Linked DNA regions of Danio rerio: region 1 is linked to region 2. A link is a contact called in public Hi-C data. All regions are on one chromosome and are shown on one strand. The core of a region is the stretch at or near the end of the contact, and the rest is flanking DNA. Distances in the headings are between cores, read along the strand shown.

Region 1 (3,627 bases), core at 945-3,444, 130 kb before region 2:
TTTTAGAAAAAAGCCAATTGTTTTGCATTCTTGCAAAAAAGACAGTTTAAGGACTTACAGTGCATAGATGTTATGGCACAAAGGCAAAGGTTGCTGTTCACAGGTTGTGCATGTGAGCATTGAAAATTGGTTCTTTGCTGACATTCAATTAAAGTTTTCATTGTGCAAGTTTTTTTTTAACAGTTGAAAAAACTAACTTTTTTTACAGTTGAAAAAACTAACTTTTAATTTTTTTTTATTTAATATTATTATTATTATTATTTTTAGATTTTTTAACATTTACATCAGTGATGCCCAAACTAAGACCCTCTGGCTAAAGTTGGCCTGTGGTAACCTTTTATATGGCCTACCATCCCATCTGAGATGAGGGGGAAAAGCATGGGAAGTTTTGAGATTCATTCATTCATTCATTCATTTTCAAGTGTTTTTCCAGGGCCGGGTTGCGGGGGCAGCAAAAACCCAAGACTTCCCTCTCCCCAGACACTTCTTTCAGCTCCTTCTGGGGAGATCCCAAGGCATTTTCAGGCCAGCCAAGCGACATATTCCCTCCAGCGTGTCCTGAGTCTTTCCCATGGTCTCCACCCGGTGGGACATGCCTGGAACACCTCCCTAGGTAGGTGTCCTGGAGGCATCCGAAACAGTTGCCCGAGCCACCTCAGCTGACTTTTTCCGATGTGAAGAAGCTGCGACTCTACTTCGACCTCCTGCCGGATGACAGAGCTCCCTACACTATCTAAAAGAGTGCACCCTGCCACCCTGTGAGAGAAACTCATTTCGGCCGCTAGTATCCAAGATATTGTCATTTCAGTCATGACCCAAAGCTCAAGACTATAGGTGAGAGTATTAACCTAAATTGGCTGGTAAATCCAGAGCTTTGCCTTTCAACTCCGCTCCTTTACCACAACGGACTAGTACATCGACCACATTACTGCTGCCACTGCACCAGTCCACCTGTCAATCTCACATTCCATCTCTCCCTCACTCGTCAACAAAACTCCAAGATACTTGAACTCCTCCACCTGGGGTAAGGACCTTCCTCCAACCTGGAGATGGCAGCCTTTTTCTGGTAGAGCACTATGGCCTCGGACCTGGAGGTTCTGATCCTCATCCCAGCCGTGTCGCACTTGGCAGCAAACCGCCCCAGTACATGCCTAAGATCCCTGTTTGAAGAAACCAACTGAACAACATTGTCTGCAAATAACAGAAATGAAATCTTTTGGTCCACAAATTGGACCCCCTCTAGCCCAAGGCTGCTCTTTAAAATTCTCTCCATAAAAATTATGAGCAGAATTGGTGACAGGGCAGCCCTGATGGAGTCCAACATGCACTGGAAACAAGTCTGACTGTTTGTCAATTCAAATTTAATGTAACCCTTTGTCTTATTGTTAAAAGTTAACTGAAATGAAATGTTAAAATTATATGGCATAAATTAATAAGATTTTGTTTAATTGCAAGTACTGTCACCCGACAGTGCAGAGACTTTGGTGAGCAAATCGAGTCAAAGGCTGATTCTGCTTGACTTGTGTGTACAGCATTGAACTCCACTGTTAGAATTGTTTGTTTTTATTGCATTAACTTACAATTTAAAAAGTTATACTGCATTAGTTAACATGATTTGAAATATTTTTTTCTATTTAATTTGACATATGAAATAAATTAGGAAATTACCCATGTCAACTTTAATGTAATATAGTTTGGTATATTTACCTTCGGCCCACAGCTCTCAACAATATTTGGTTTTTGGCCCTTCATTCAAAACACCTGATCTACACAGCAGAAGACCTACAAAAAAAATATATATATTTTTTGCGGAACCAAGACTTTTTGTTTTTCTATAGCATTGCTGGAACTTTTCGTTTTAGTAAATAGTCAAAAAAAAAAACGTTGGGGTTTATATCATTTAATCTTAAACCCTAATCCTAACACCCGCTGTTTTTCTAATTAATTTTAATGTTTTATAGATGTACTAATGAGACAAATACAGGGATTAGAGGGGATTACTCAATTGACTGTAACCACATGACCAAATTTAAATTGATCTGTCTGCAAAAACTCTCTTATCAAACAAATACATGTTTCAGAATAGCTTGCCAGAAATACAGAGGGAGACACTCCACCCCCAAAACCCCCACCCACTGTTATCCTCCCTCCCTGTTTCTGACACTCTCTCACACTCAGCTGCACACATGCCAGGATCCTTCCTCACACTGTACCTGAACACTCCACTCCAGTCCACGCAGCGACCACCCACGCCGGTCTCCAGTGCGCGAGAGAGGCGGACAGAGTGGAAGAAACCCCCCGCTGAGTCTCTTCATCATTTTTTCCTCACCAACACCCCATCATCATCCTCCTCATCCCAGACCCTTCTCGCCAGTTAGATCATGAACCTGCTCTTTTCTGGTTGCTAAGGAGGAGGAAATCGAGCTTCGGGAGTGGACGAGGCGGTACTTACAAAGGTATTGCGCTCTTTCAGTCAGCAGTTGTTTGTGTGTGATTGTGCTGCTGTAAACTTATAGCAATATTCGGACCCGCAGGAGTGATCAATTGTCATGTCCAGTGCTGGATTCGAGTGGCTCCCGAAGTGCTGGTGAGTTTGAAGTGAATCATCCTGTCGCCTCGCGCTCCCTGCTGTGCGCGCGCGTGTCTTTCAGTGACAGGGTTTTTCTGCCTCTATATTCGGCATCGCGCTCTGTGGAGTGCTGTGTGAATTGGGACCGGTGCTCCTGCGGGAATTGCGCTCTGAAAGCAGCTGTTTGTCTTTTTTTTTAAATAGCTGCACATGTTTGTAGTGCAATGCGGCTCTAGAAAATCATGCCCACGCGCAAATTAATAACATTTCTACCTTTAGGTTCGCTGGTGTTGATCACTAACAGCTGTTATGAGCGCGCGCGCCGCTCCTCGTGTGGACGGTGTGGAAAAGCAATCCAGGGTTACTGAAAATAAGTCAGCATATTGTTTAAGAAGAGCAGACGATTGAGTCTTTTATGTTTGTGTATGTGTCTGTGGAACTCGTGCAGTTGATACACAGCAATGGACACCAAATGTGTGTAGGCTATATTTCTTTATATGTTTTGAGCAACTAAGACACTTTCCATTTCTTTAAATTGAGATAAGTCGATGATAAAAACCATCTTAAAATTTTCTAGGAAAGTTTTTGGTGATGTTTTAAGACCATTTGAGTTCATGTTTGTATTTATTGATGGTTTTATTTGGTCGAGTAATGTTTTGTAATGCGTCATTCGCTTACGAGCTCTAATACTAAAACGGGTAGTAAGTAAGCTACTTCTATGTGTTATTGTTTTTAAAAGAAATACATGTAGCTGTATAGAAAGTTGTGTATGTCGACATACCTGCTTTGTTATCTGAATCTAAAAACCAGTCTGTTTTTGTTGACTCCATTTATGACTGGTCGATTAAATCGCTTTCTGAGCTACCAATTAGACGTGTGGAAAGCTGAATTCCTCCCCGGTCAAAGCAAATGACACCTAAGGAACCTTACCGATTTTAAGCCATTAAAAGGGCTAAAGCACTTAGACCTCGTGTAAAATCGCAGGCTATTATACCAGAAAAAATTGTTTACAACCTGTTTTACTGTAGCCAATTGTTTTCTGACATGTTAGAATTGGC
Region 2 (3,737 bases), core at 648-3,147:
CATCCAGAGATTTCAGTCTCTTCATGTAAAGTCTATTCACAAAAAAGTGCTGACACTTCAAAACGTTCATCAAAAAATCACATAAAAATAAATATTTTGGGGGGTGAACTAACCCTTTGTGTTTACGCTGATTAAAAACATGAGGAAAACACCTGTGAAAAATGAATACAGACAGTTAAACCCTGAACACTGAAACCTGTTTTACTTAATGTGCTGTTTTTAGAGTGAGCCTGACATTGACACCGCATGCTAATTGTTTGCCAATTCCTGAACTGAAGGATTTCCTCTCCTTTTTCCTCAACCTCACTTTCAAATGTGTTCAATTGGCTTTAATTACAATATACTAAGCTACTTACTCTACTGCCAACTTGTAATAATGGATAAACATGGGCAGCTAATTATGTCTCGGCCCCTTTTTCAGATTAACATACATTTTCCTGAATGTTTTTTTTATTTTTTTTATTTTTTGTTTCTTTACTAACACATGTTAACCTGTCACTGTATCTTCCATTAACTTGGGCTCCGCAGCCTGAGACAGAGCAAGGCCGTCGCACATCCCTGGAGAAATTCACTCGCAGTGTGGTGAGTGACACATATTGTCTAGAAAAACTGTCTCACAGAACCAGGCTTTTTGGAAGGTTGTCCAATTTGACCAGAAGAAAAAAAAAAAGTTTTTTTCTTCATTAATATGTAGGGATCTAAAGCATTCCTTCAATGTGGTCAAACATATATATATATATATATATATATATATATATATATATATATATATATATATATATATATATATATAAAATATTGCAATAACATTTCACTATTTTACACTTTGCACTGTATTTTTGATTAAATAAATGCAGCATTGGTGAGAAGGAGAAGCTTATTTTAAAACATTTAAAAATCCTACTGACGACAAACTTTTGACCAGTCGTGTAGATATATATTTTTATTTATATATATTTTTATTACACATCTATGATTTCACCCATCCTATCTCTGTCCAATATGTACGTTTATCAAGACATATCTAAAGTATAAATTAATAATTAAAAATACTGTAATTTTTTTTACACATGTACTGTTCAAATGTTTAGTCCGAGTACAATTGTAATGTTTATAAAACATGTCTCTGACAATTATGTCAATTAAGTGAACTATAATTAAAACAATTAGTAAATTGTTAAGTTAATTAAATTAATTAAAGTATCCAGCATCAAATAAGCATCAAAACAACTTTTCTTTTTTATATATATTCCTATGAAGGCAAGATTAATTTTAGCATCATCACTTCTGGTTTCAGTATCACATGATCATTCAGAATCCATTTTAATGTGCTGATTAGTTGCTCGAGAAACATTTATTATTATGTTATTTTTTTTGTAGAAACCTTTGTAGTAAAAAGGTGTAAAATTGCAGATGCTTTTTTTTGCAGTTTTTCAGGATTTTTTGGCAGATAAAGTAGTAAAGATTTGCTGTTCATTTGTTCTTTCATAACAACTGTCACTTTTGTGTGTCAGTGGTAAATAAAAGAACACATTTTAAGGGGAAAAATTACAATATTGACTCCAAACTTCTGAATGTATGGTATATGAAAAAATGTTGAATTTGCATTGATAGTGGCAATTACTGAAATACAAAACCACAGTATATATTTAACTGGTGCTCTTAAGAAAAACAACAACAATATTTAATAACAGTATAAATGTGTTTCAGGGCAAATCACTGACAAGTAAACGGCTGACAGGCCTCATGCAGTCCTCCTGACGAGTTCTGGCTTCCCACAAAATGTCCACAAACCTGCCCAGAAACTGCAGTTTGTTGGGATGGAATCTCTGTGGCCACGTCGGGTCACGTGTACGGACCACCCTCTCTCCAAAACCCACCCGAACAGCGCACAGCTACCGACTCTAGATGGCAGCATGCAATAAGTCCAGAAAAAAAATCTCCAAACAGCGACCGTGTTGTCTGTGTCTATTAAAAAGACCACACACATGAATGTCAGATGATCTCCCAGTTCCATCTAGAGAAGCATTATACATTTATTTGATACCTGTAACCAAACTACAGCAAGCACAGGACTGACTGTCTGACTGGATTTCCATTTAAAAAAAAAACATTCATCATCAGATCTGAAATTGGTCCGGATAAGTTTCCAGGTGAAGCAAGGATGTGTCTCAAATCTTCAGAGCATTCCAAAGGAGGGACGAAAACGACAAGGGCTTTCAGTGAGTGTCGGTCAAGCTTTGCACAGAACTTTTCATCGAAAAACTGAATACGTCACTGAATATGGAAGAGAAATGGGTTCGGAAAAGCACACGGTTCTTACTCCTGCCATTTGAAGAAAGTCGAATTATTTATTATTGTGCGTCTACAGGCCATGTTATACTTAACCATTAGCGTATGATATTTTGAACTGAGGTGAGGATCATTGACTCTGTTGTATTGAGGAATGAAAGAATATCGAGAAGAATAACAAAGATTGTGGTAGTGTTTTTAGGAGGATTTATTCAGAGCACAGAAGATTGCTTTTGCACAGACTGCAGTAGTGACGAGCACTGGACCCCAGAGATGCCAGTTCTGATTGGTCGGTGTGTTTTCTGAACAGCTTTACAGTAAGATGCCCAAAAAAATAATGATATTTCATTTAGGACCAGCTATGGAGGATCCATTCCAACAGCTAAGAAAAGAAGGCATGATTTGGTAAATAATTGTGACATGATGTGAAGTAATTATGAGATAAAAAGTCAAAATGATGATAATAAGACTGAACATGCAAAGTCAACATTAAAAGATTAAAATAAAAATGATTATATATTACATTATTATAGTATGATATTTGAAAAATTCTTAGATTTTATGATATTCTAACTTAATTTTTCATAATTCTGGCATTTTGTCCTGTTAGGATCTCCTTAACATTTTGTTAGGATTTAAAAAAAAATAAAAAAATATATTAAATATTTAATAAAAAATATGATTTAGCATCTCATTTCTATGAATTTTGTCTCACATATTTGTGAATTATTATTATTATTAGCATTTATAAAAAAAGCTATGAATTAATTGAATTATTTAATTTTAATAATGAATTCAATTCATCTTTATTTCTATAGCGCTTTTACAATGTAGATTGTGTCAAAGATGCTTTACAGAGAAGATTACAGTAAATTGAAACAGTGTCAGTTCAGTTTTCAGAGTTGAAGTTCAGTTTAGCTCAGTTCAGTGTGGTTTAAATTTCACTGCTGAGTGTCCAAACACGATGCGCAGCTCCACAAGTCCCAAACCAAGCAAGCCAGTGGTGACAGCAGTGAGGAACAAACTTCACCAACTGACGAAGTGAAGGAAAAACAACCTCTAGAGAAACCAGACTCAGTTGGGCACGACTATTTCTCCTCTGGCCAGACTTCCTGTGCGGAGCTGTGGTCTAGTTACTGGAGGCTGGAGAACACTGGAAGTCCATCGTGCAGATAATATGTTTATATAATTTGATACATTTAAACTTGGCTTTTAAACTTTAATACTTTATATCTCCTAATTTAAATGATAAATTTGACATTTTTTTATATTTTGTCATAAATTATGACCCACATGTCTCCTAATTTAGACTTTTCATTATAACTTTGACTTTGTTTAAAATAATTAGTTACTAGATCCCTAATTTTTATTTCATAATTATGACTTTGTATCTATTAATTAGCTAATTGTGTCTCATTATTTATCTATATGAATTTATACGTTTC

Evidence for each region. A called contact is a pair of places that touch in the nucleus more often than the background predicts.
Region 1: a Hi-C map of hematopoietic stem cells shows a contact between it and region 2, with 1.7 times the contacts expected there. The contact joins the promoter of rgs6 here to the enhancer-like site in region 2. A contact is called at or near these places in 3 of 18 Hi-C or Micro-C datasets (caudal fin, embryo and hematopoietic stem cells) and 1 of 4 datasets of contacts at active chromatin or transcription factors (caudal fin).

The regions. Positions count from the first base shown.
Region 1 is chr20:31,375,940-31,379,566 of GRCz12tu, reverse strand. It overlaps rgs6 (regulator of G protein signaling 6), which reads left to right and starts at 2,194. Exons shown (of 18, transcript NM_001035263.2): 1 at 2,194-2,456. It overlaps LOC141379283 (a long non-coding RNA gene), which reads right to left and starts at 2,684. Exons shown (of 3, transcript XR_012395806.1): 1 at 2,214-2,684.
Region 2 is chr20:31,245,046-31,248,782 of GRCz12tu, reverse strand. It overlaps rgs6 (regulator of G protein signaling 6), which reads left to right. Exons shown (of 18, transcript NM_001035263.2): 17 at 529-582; 18 at 1,711-3,737. The coding sequence ends at 1,761. Among named protein-coding and RNA genes, the nearest start is that of dpf3, 79 kb to the right of the region's middle. Within about 2 kb of position 1,897, at least 3 of the 62 cell types and tissues checked have an H3K27ac peak or open chromatin away from gene starts, as enhancers often do.